Regions from separate parts of the Sus scrofa genome. Here region 1 is linked to region 2. Evidence: chromatin contacts called from public Hi-C data. All regions are on one chromosome and are shown on one strand. The core of a region is the stretch at or near the end of the contact, and the rest is flanking DNA. Distances in the headings are between cores, read along the strand shown. Region 1 overlaps RAB11FIP4 (rab11 family-interacting protein 4). Region 2 has its middle 14 kb from the start of COPRS.

Region 1 (4,681 bases), core at 645-3,144, 260 kb after region 2:
GCTCCTGACGGCCGACCTCGCCCCCGCCCCCCTCCAGGACCCCCTGCCCCCCCACCCCCACCCCCGCAGAGGGACCGCGAAGTGCAGGGACGGCCGACGGCACAAGAGGGCGCCCACGGCCGCGCAGCCACGCTCTCCCCCCCCCTCCCCCGACACACACCAGTACACATCACACGGTGGCCAGAGTCACTTTACAGTGTGCACGTGAGGCCCGGCCTGGGCCGCATCCTCAGGCGGGGCTTGGCCCTGAATCCCGGGGTCCGGGGGTGCCGAGGCCGCTCTGCAGCCAGCCCCCCTTGTCTCAGTGTTTGATCTCCAGGATGGAGGGGTTGTGGTCCAGGATGGCGAGGATAATCTTGTCCATGTACTGCCGCAGCCGGAAGTTGATCTCCTCCTGCTCCCTCAGGGCTTCCATGAGCTGAAGGGAACCAGAAAGACAGGTCAGAGGCCAGGCCGGGGCCAGGGCCCCAAGACCCACCGCCGCCCTCGAAGCCGGGGCACAAGTCTCTGGTGTCAGACCCAGGGAGTGTTAAATACACAGAGGCCCAGGCCTCCCTCCCACGGACTCTCACACGGCTGGCCCGTGGAGGGGTCCAGGAGGGGTGATTTTGTGGAAGAGGTTGAGAACACTGGCCGGAGGCCTTTATAATCAGGATGGACTGTCCCTCACACCACCGCCCGGTCCCAACACTGTCCTCTAGGTCCCCTCCTGCTGTGTCCTTCATGGAAATGAAATGCTGCCTCTGCCTGCGGGCTGGAGGCTGGTGCCCAAGCACAGGGTAAGGGGTTCACCGACTCTTACGATTCACGGTGAAATCTAACCTAGGTATTTCAAGGCCTGATCTTTTTTTTTTTTTTTCCTCCCATTTTTGGCCACCCCACAGCATCTGGAGTTCCCAGGCCAGGGGTCAGATCCAAACTGCAGTGTTGACTTAAGTTGCAGCTGCGGCTACACCAGATCCTTAACCCACTGTGCCGAGGTGGGGACAGAAGCCTTGTCCGAGCGCTCCCAAGACACAGAGGATCCCGCTGTGCCCCAGTGAGAGCTCCTCGGAGGGCTGATCTTTCATCAGCACACCCCAGTGGGGCAGAAAGTGTGGGCTTTGGTGCCGGAGACCTGGGTCCCTCTCCCTCCCTAAGCTGGCTGACCTCATGTCCCGGTCTCCCCATCTGTGACAGGAACGTGCTCAGAACGCCTTCGAGTTCTCAGAAGATTAAATGAAGACACATGCAAGCAGGTGCCCAGGAAAAGCCAGTATCCTCCCCCCTTGGCCTGGCTCCAGGGCACATCCAGCCTCCCCTGGATCACATGCTGATGAAATCAACTGGCCATTTCAGCCCGTTCCTGGCACAGTGGAGACTCAAACTCCGCTCTGCTCCCAAGCCCGTGCTCCCCCACCACGTACAGGAAACCAGAGCTGATTCAACTCTGCCCTTGTCGCTCGGGGTCATCGCAGGTGGGGACTCGGAGCGGCCAGGCCCTGGCCCGCTTTTCCTGCTCTGGGCGGCCCGGGGCTCACCATGGAGGCGGGGGATGGGGCGGGACTCACAGACACGGGGCCGGGCTCCGAGGCGAGAGCGGGTGAGCACGTTACCTCGTCGCGAGAGGCCGTGTCTATCTCCGCAGCCAGAGACTGGGCTTTGGTCTGGGTGGCAAAGAGGTTCTTGGCTTCGTAGAGGCTGAGGCTCAAGATCTGCCCGTTCAAGTCGTCGTTCTGATCCCGTAGCTTATGATTCTCCTGCGGAGGGGACAGAGGCCACATCAACTCCCCGGGCATCCAGAACCCACATCTCTGCATCCACTGGCTCCTAGCCCCCACCAGCACCCTCCCCCTTGGCAGGGGAGTGTCACAGGCAGCTCAGGACACCCACGGATGACGTGGCCTTTGCCACGCCTGCCTGGGAGGAGAGCTAGATGCTGGGAGGTCCTGGGGTTCTGAGGAGGCGCTACAGCCCTGTACTGGGAGCCAAGTTTCCGGACAGAAGCATGGCTCCTGGCCGCTCCTTCCTCCCTAGGGGGAGATGAGCCGGAAGAGGGGGCTCAGAGGCCCTGTGTGGGGACACTGCCCACCCAGTGGCTCCTTCTCCACCACTGGCCCTGGGTGAAAAGCATGCTCTGGGTCCCTGGGCTGGCGGGTCTGCTCATGCTCTCAGCTCCCCCTGCAGCCGGGCTCAGGAATCCCGCTCTTGGGAGTTCCTCCCAAGGGCGCCCTTGCTCCTGCGTACAGCCCGCCCAGGCCCTCCTTACCAGCCCCGTGACTCTTGCTTTTGCCTCAAAGTTCCTAACTGCTGGCACCTGGGACCTTGGGCGTCCCCCCGACCCCCCACCCCCCATGGCTGAGAAGGGCTGGGGTTTGGGGTTGCTGGGGACGCAGAACCTCCAGCCCCTCTGCATCCCGGGCAGCCAACTCAGAGGTCTGAGCGAGGGCTGCCCTCACCAGGTCAATGTCCCTCTGGACCCCGCTTCCCCCACCCCCAACTGGTCTCCAGTCATGGGAGGGTGTCTGGGAACCATGTGACATGGAATCGTGGGCTCGGGGTCCGCTTGTGGGAGAACCCAAGGCAGCAAGGGCTGCACGCGGGGCTGGGGAGTCTCATTCTCCAGCCCTCGTGCCCAGGACCGAGGACTGGGGTCTGCTTCTCTTCGTGGCTGCTGAGGGAGGACCTGGGATGTCCACTTGCCTTGCTCGAGCTGTGAGACGGGGATGAGCAGCCCCGAGGCCCAGGGTATCAGGAGGAGCGGGCAGCGGCGTGGGGGAAGGTGGTGCTCCAGCTCCTGGCCCCTCGCAGGAGGCCCGCCCGGTGGGGACACCCAGACACCTCACCCCGCAGACCCACCTGCTTGAGCCGCTTCACCTCGTGCTCCAGCTCCACCTCTCGGGCCCTGGCGCTGAACTCGCCCAGGCCGGAGGACGAGCCTCGGCCCCTGCCCGGCCGCTCGCAGTCCAGCTTGTACATCTGCAGGTGCTCCAGCTCCTTCCGCAAGTCCTCGATGAGCTGGGGGGAGAGAGGCTGGTTGGCAGGAGCAGGGGGGCTGGGGTCGGGGGAGCCCTGGCGCCCGCTGGCCTGGGACCCACCTCCTGCGTAGCCTCCCGCTCCTTCTGGAACTCAACGCGGTTCTGCCGCAGCTTGTCCATCATGCGCTTGTACAGGTCCATCTCATCCTTGAGCCGCAGGCTGGTGTCCTCCAGCCGGTCGGACATGCGCTGCCGCTCCTGCAGCCGGAAGACCAGGGTGGGGTGGGGGGAGTTCCCAGCGGGGCCCGCTGTACCCTGGGGGCTTTGATGGGGGTCGGGGCAGCCACCTCGACAAATGGGCCAATCAGACCAGCCCCCTGGACAGAGCCCCCTGAGGGATGGGTTAAAGAAATGACCAGGTCTCCTAGGATTTTAGAAACGCAGCTAGAAAAATCCCAGGTCTCTTAAGTCCTTTTACTTTTTCTTTTTTTTTTTGGCTCCACCCGCGGCACGCAGACATTTCCCTGACCAGGGATCGATCCCGAGCTACAGAGCAACCCTAGCCACAGCAGTGACAACACCAGATTCTTAACCCTCTGTGCCACAAGAGTTCCTCTGAAGTCCTCTAATGAGGAGAGACAGACCTGAATAGAAGCCCAAACAGAAGCAAACCTCTTTCTTTTCTTTTTTTTAAGGGCTGCACCTGCAGCATATGGAAGCTTCCAGGCTAGGGGTCGAATCACAGCTGCAGCTGCCAGCCTACGCCACAGCCACAGCCACAGCCACAGGATCCAAGCCACATCTGTGACCTACACCACAGCCTGGGCTAAAGTAGGATCCTTAACCGACTGAGTGAGGACAGGAATTGAACCTGCATCCTCACAGATGCTATGGTGGGTTCTTAACCTGCTGAGCCACAGCAGGAACTGCTCTTTCTCTTAGTTTCTCCATAATATAAAGAAATATACGTCCCTGTGAAAATTTTGGAAAATTAGAAATACAGAAAGACAGGAGTTTCCGTCGTGGCGCAGTGGTTAACGAATCTGACTAGGAACCACGAGGTTGCGGGTTCGATCCCTGCCCTTGCTCAGTGGGTTAACGATCCGGCATTGATGTGAGCTGTGGTGTAGGTCGCAGATGCAGCTCAGATCCTGTGTTGCTGTGGCTCTGGCGTAGGCTGGTGGCTACAGCTCTGATTAGACCCCTAGCCTGGGAACCTCCATATGCCATGGAAGCGGCCCAAATGGCAAAAAGACAAAAAAAAAAAAAAAAAAAAAAAAAGAAATACAGAAAGACAAAGTATTGTTTGAATTTTGTTGCCTTCTTTTCCCCTAGGGCAACTTTATTGGAATTTAAGAAACTAGAAACTAAAGGAATTCAGCTCAAGATCCAAGCCTGAGAGATGCCTGGACCTGCTGCTCACCTCATCCAGCTTCTCTGTCTGTGACTTAAGCCGAGTCACTGTCGTTCTGAGCTCGGCATTTTCTTCCTCTAACTGCTGCACCCTGGAGACAAGGAGAGGGAAAAGGACGGCAGAAACGGAGATTAATTTACAACTTGACAATGTGCAGCGACTGTCCACTCCCCTCCCGGGAGGAGGGAAGATACCAGGAAACAGGAGAGAGAGGGAGGGAGAGACAGAGTGAGTGGGAATATGAACCACTGTTCCAAATGATAACATGGCTTTGAGCGTCCTGTCATCCAAGGCAAAACAGGAAAGACAC
Region 2 (4,988 bases), core at 533-3,032:
GGAGGCGTGTGACAGAGTCAGAGGCAGCCAAGACATTTTTCAAGCTTTGGTTTTACAAAAAGGGATTTTGAATTAAAATAATAATAATTTTTTGGTAAGGAGGCAAGGGAGTTTGGGGCCAGCAGACTGGAGTCTTGAAGAAATTTGGGAAGAAAGAATTTCCCCAGGCCAAAAAAAAAAAAAAAAAAAATCCCCTGGGCTATAAGAAGAAAGACGGGGAGGAAAGAGAGAGCAATAGTCTGGAGATGCTAAGAGCAGAGGCAATTATGAGCCCTGCTGCTTGGTGTGACCCTGGGGAGTTAGGGCCCCAGAGAGTGAGTGATAGGTGTTGGTGCTCCTGGGCAGTCAGGACCATCTCACAAAGGATGCCCAGGCCTTGAGCCTGCAGGGAGGGTGACAGACCCAGAGGGTGTGCACAGGGACGACTGTGGCAGTGGAGGGTGGGGACACAACGCCCTACTTGAGGAAGTGACAGCCTCAGCCGGGATGGAAGCTTGGCTCCAGAAGCTGGGATGCTCCAAGAGATGACGGTTGTGCTTCTTGAACTTGAAAGATGTGGGAGATGCAGAGTTAACAGAAGCCTGGGTGAGCACGAGTTACTCCTGGGGGCGAGGGGAGGGGACAGATCATCAGGCAGGTGGAGAATGAGGCATTGGAAGTGCTGGAGAATAATATGAAAAATAATGTATGTATTACGTACGTGTATATGCTACATATACTTGTTACATACACATGTGTTTTTTTCAGATACACATACTGGATATAGGGAATCACTTTGCTATACACCCGAAACTAACACCACATGGTAAATCAACTCTATTTCAATTAAAAAAAGTTTAAAAAAAGTATCAAAATGGGTTGATGAATACCAGAGTGCTGATCATTTTTGCTTTATTTTCATTTTCTTTTTTTTTTTTTTTTGGTCTTTTTAGGGCCGCACCCGTGGAAGATGGAGGTTTCCAGGCTACGGGTCAAACTGGGCTGCAGCTGCTGACCTACACCACGGCTCACGGCAATGCCGGACCCTTAACCCCCTGAGTGAGGTCAGGGATCGAACCTGCATCCTCATGGATGCTAGTCAGATTCATTTTCCCCTGAGCCATGAAGGGAACGCCCATTTTCATTTTCTATCTGCATGGACAACTTGCTGTTTTGGTACTGGGTCAGAACAAACAATTGTGCCATTTGTCTGTTGTATAGGAAATTCTGTGTGTTTTTGATGGCTTGGGTGTATTTCTGACTGTTGTAGCTTTCTTCCCTTTGGGGAAGTCTGAGGAAAGGTACCCTTTCACCCACCCCTATATTATTTTGGTGCTGTGTTTCTAGGGGGTCAAGTTTGGTCCCTTGGGGGTCGGGTGGGGGGCTGTGCTTTCCAAGCTCTGCTCTCAGATGCCTGGGTGGCTGGGGGCGGGGGTTCATGGTGGAGGCTGCAGAGACCACTCTCTATGTACAGAAGCAAAGGGCTGGACTCTGCAAGGCTCCACTGCCCCGAGGAAATCTGAAATGGCCTTCAGAGAAGCACACGCACTGGCTAAGTAAATATTTTGGTGTTTCACTGCCCTTGTTTTTCCGGAGTTTGCATTCTTGGGCCCAACTTTTCACAGGATGGTTAGAATGTGGAGAAAGAGGGGGAAAAAAAGTCTCCAACACCCTGGCAGTAGCCCATCTGGATGCTGCCTCCCAGTTCTCCCAGGGCAGGTTCCCCACCCAAGTAACTGAGGGTGCTGGATGTGTGCGTGCGTGCACACGTGTGTGTGTGAGCGTGGCAGGCCTGGGAGACGAAGTTGGAGGGTGTAACAGGAAGGCAAGCAGCACGGCTGGCTCCCGCTTTGTTGACTTAGCAAGAGTCTGGCTGCAAAGCCAAGGCCTTTGGAAAGAACGGCCTCCCAGCTTCCGGCAGTTTCTCTTGAGCTGGTTCCAGGGCTGGGTTAGATCCTGCAGGTGTTGATGGGCAGGAGGACAGTTTAGTTGTGTTCCAGGGCACCAGAGTTTGGAGAGTTCCACCGGGATCTGTCCTTGCTGAGGGCCTGGAGAGTAAAACACAGTCAGTCGCAGAAGAAGATGTTTCTCCGCATCTTAACAGGGTTCTCTGGTCCTCCCCTTTGAGTGGGAGAGAGAAATTTCCCCAGGAGGCACACACCCACTCTCTGACCATTGCAAGGCACCATTGGCTTTCCTTGCTCTTTTATTTTTTTCTTTGTCTTTGTCTTTTTGTCTTTATAGGGCTGCACCTGAGGCATATGGAGGTTCCCAGACTAGGGGTCGAAAAGGAGCTACAGCTGCCAGCCTACGCCACAGCCACAGCAATGCTGGATCCTTAACCCACTGAGCGAGGCCAGGGATCGAACCCTCAACATCATGGTTCCTGGTCGGATTTATTTCTGCTGTGCCACGACGGGAACTCTTTTCTTTGTTTTGCTTTTTAGGATTGAATCTGCAGCATCTGGATCCACCCGGCTAGGGGTGGAATCGGAGCTACAGCTGCCAGCCTACACCACAGCCACAGCAGCAAGGGATCTGAGCCGCATCTGCGATCTACACCACAGCTCAGGGCAACGCCAGATTCTTAACCCACTGAGCAAGGCCAGGGACTGAGCCCACATCCTCAGAGATACTAGCTGGGTTCTAGTCGTGGCTGAGCCAAGACAGGAGCGCCTCCTGTCCTGTCCTGTCCTGTCCTGTCCTTTCCTTTCCTTTCCTTTTCTTTCTTTTCCTTTCCTTTCCTTTCCTTCCCTCTCCCCACCCCCCTTAAGGTGATTTCAAAAGCCATTTCCTCTGACAACTTCTCATTAGCTGTTGAGCACATGTGGCAGATAGAGGTTAGAGCCATGTGTTTGGCAACTCAAGGCAGGGGCCTGGATTTCTTCTGGCTGCCACCTGTGGCCTTTATTCCATTCCTCCAGCAGGTGGCAGTAAAGACCCATTCGCGCCCTGTCTCCTGCCTGAGCTACCGGGAGAGTGAGGGGCCCTGGAGGAGATGCCCAGCTGGCTCAGGGTTACCTTCCAGTTAGAGGGCTTCCTGCTGGTTGGCAAACTCACCTGTAGATTCATGGGCAGGATTTACTGCTGATTTTATAGATGAGTTTTTTTTTTTTTTTTTTTTTTCCAGAAGAGGTGACTGTGAAATTTAGGGTAAGCGTCATCTTGTCCTCCTCCATCCCCCGCCCCCATCTACCCCAGAGCCTGGCGCACAGTGAGTGCTGAATATATGCTTGCTGACTTCATCCCAAGTGTGTGTACGTGCAAAGGCAAAGTAGAACGCATGGTGTTGCATTCCTCTGCCAGATGGTACGTTAGGTGGTTTTTCTCAGGAAGTCAATCTTATAATTCTCATTTTACAAAAGGAGAAACTGAGGCCCAGGGAGGTAAGAAAACTAGCCAAAGGTCACAAAGATGGGATGTGACTCAAGACATGACTCCAAGCCTTGCAGCTTGTATGCTTGCTCTGTTGGGGGTGGGTAGATTTAGCCAAAGTCTAGGATGAACTTAGTTTCAGAGAAAGCGAGGGACTCCGGTGTAGCTTTGATCTTTATTCATCAGTTAATTTCCGAACACCTGCTCTGTACTGGGTACTCAGGGTGGACCCGGTTCCTGCTTTCAGGGAACTCAGAGACTAGGGGGGGAGTTGATGACCCTTCCATCACCACAGCACTGCGTCAGCTCAGGGTGTGGTGGGAACTCAGAAGAAGCGGTGGGAGGTCCAGGAGACCCCTCTGAGAGACAGTCTGGAAGCCGAAAGCTGGACAACTTGGCCAGGAGGTGGGATGGGGGGTCCCACACATGTGTGCAAAGGCCCCCAGGTGTGAGAGGTCTTGTGTATTTGGGGACATGGCGAGGGATGAAGTCAGGTAAGCAAGGGGCCTTGAAAGCTACGCCAAGGGGCTCGAAGGGTTTGCAGCAGGAGTGGGTCATGGGCCGATGTTCATTTTCAGAGGAACCTTTTAACTCCTTCCAGGTGGCGAGTGGCAGGAGGAGGCTGAGACTCAAGCCAGGGAGGCCAGTCTGAGGGCTGTAATTTAGTACGAGTGAATGGGGACCTAACTAGGGGGGTGGCTATGGAGATGGAGGGAGATGGATTGGATCTGGTGGGTTTTTTTTTGCCATTTCTTGGGCCGCTCCTGCGGCATATGGAGGTTCCCAGGCTAGGGGTCAAATGGGAGCTGTAGCCGCCGGCCTACGCCAGAGCCACAGCAACGCGGGGGATTGGATCTGCTTATAGAAGGTAGAGCCAACAGGCGTGGGGACGGATCGCCTGACACGAGCAAGGTGCTCCCTGTCCCAGATGCTCAGCCTTGCTCTCAGGGTATGAAGGACTTTTGGGGGCTGGGTAGCCCTGCATCTTGAACTTCACGTGTGAAGGCCACCCGTGTGGGGTACCTTCTGTCTTTCCTGCGCTTGGAGAGCAGACGCTCAGGACCTGGCATCTTTTCTGCACGTGGTGTGTGGGGTGGACAGGCTTGTTGCCTCCCTTACATCCATTGCCCTCCCCTTCACTGACCACCCCTTTCTCGTGCTGCTCATGGACCTTGGGGAACACTAACCCCATCCCGGGACACAGGGGCCGGGCGTGGAGGTCAGGCCTAAGTTGACCTGAATAATTGTATTTCTTCTCTGTATTAGTCTCCTAGTCTCCCTAACCAATATCATAAACCTGGTGACTTAAAACAACAGAGACTTGGAGTTCCCGTCGTGGCGCGGTGGTGAACGAATCTGACTAGGAACTGTGAGGGTGCAGGTTCGATCCCTGGCCTTGCTCAGTGGGTTAAGGATCCGGCGTTGCCGTGAGCTGTGGTGTAGGTTGCAGACGTGGCTCGGATCTCATGTTGCTGTGGCTCTGGTGTAGGCCGGCAGCTGCAGCTCCAATTGGACCCCTAGCCTGGGAACCTCGATATGCCGTAGGTACAGCCCTAGAAAAGGCAAAAAGACAAAAAACAAACAAAAAAAGCAACAGAGACTTATTTCTCATAGTGCTGGAGTCCAGAAGTTCA

What was found. Hi-C and Micro-C count contacts between places; a contact is called where the count stands out from the background.
Region 1: a contact with region 2 is called in a Hi-C map of subcutaneous adipose tissue, with 1.9 times the contacts expected there. The contact joins two enhancer-like sites. A contact is called at or near these places in 21 of 47 Hi-C or Micro-C datasets (alveolar macrophages, blood, brain and 14 more) and 2 of 2 datasets of contacts at active chromatin or transcription factors (alveolar macrophages and skeletal muscle).

What each region holds. Positions count from the first base shown.
Region 1 is chr12:43,366,722-43,371,402 of Sscrofa11.1, forward strand. RAB11FIP4 (rab11 family-interacting protein 4) reads right to left here. Exons shown (of 15, transcript XM_005669074.3): 11 at 4,381-4,462; 12 at 3,078-3,215; 13 at 2,839-2,997; 14 at 1,551-1,739; 15 at 1-418. The coding sequence ends at 302. Among named protein-coding and RNA genes, the nearest start is that of TRNAT-CGU, 21 kb to the left of the region's middle. Within about 2 kb of position 1,895, at least 9 of the 83 cell types and tissues checked have an H3K27ac peak or open chromatin away from gene starts, as enhancers often do. A contact at or near this core is called in omental adipose tissue and subcutaneous adipose tissue, where this site is marked.
Region 2 is chr12:43,103,174-43,108,161 of Sscrofa11.1, forward strand. No RefSeq gene overlaps it. Among named protein-coding and RNA genes, the nearest start is that of COPRS, 14 kb to the left of the region's middle. Within about 2 kb of position 1,783, at least 14 of the 83 cell types and tissues checked have an H3K27ac peak or open chromatin away from gene starts, as enhancers often do. A contact at or near this core is called in omental adipose tissue and subcutaneous adipose tissue, where this site is marked.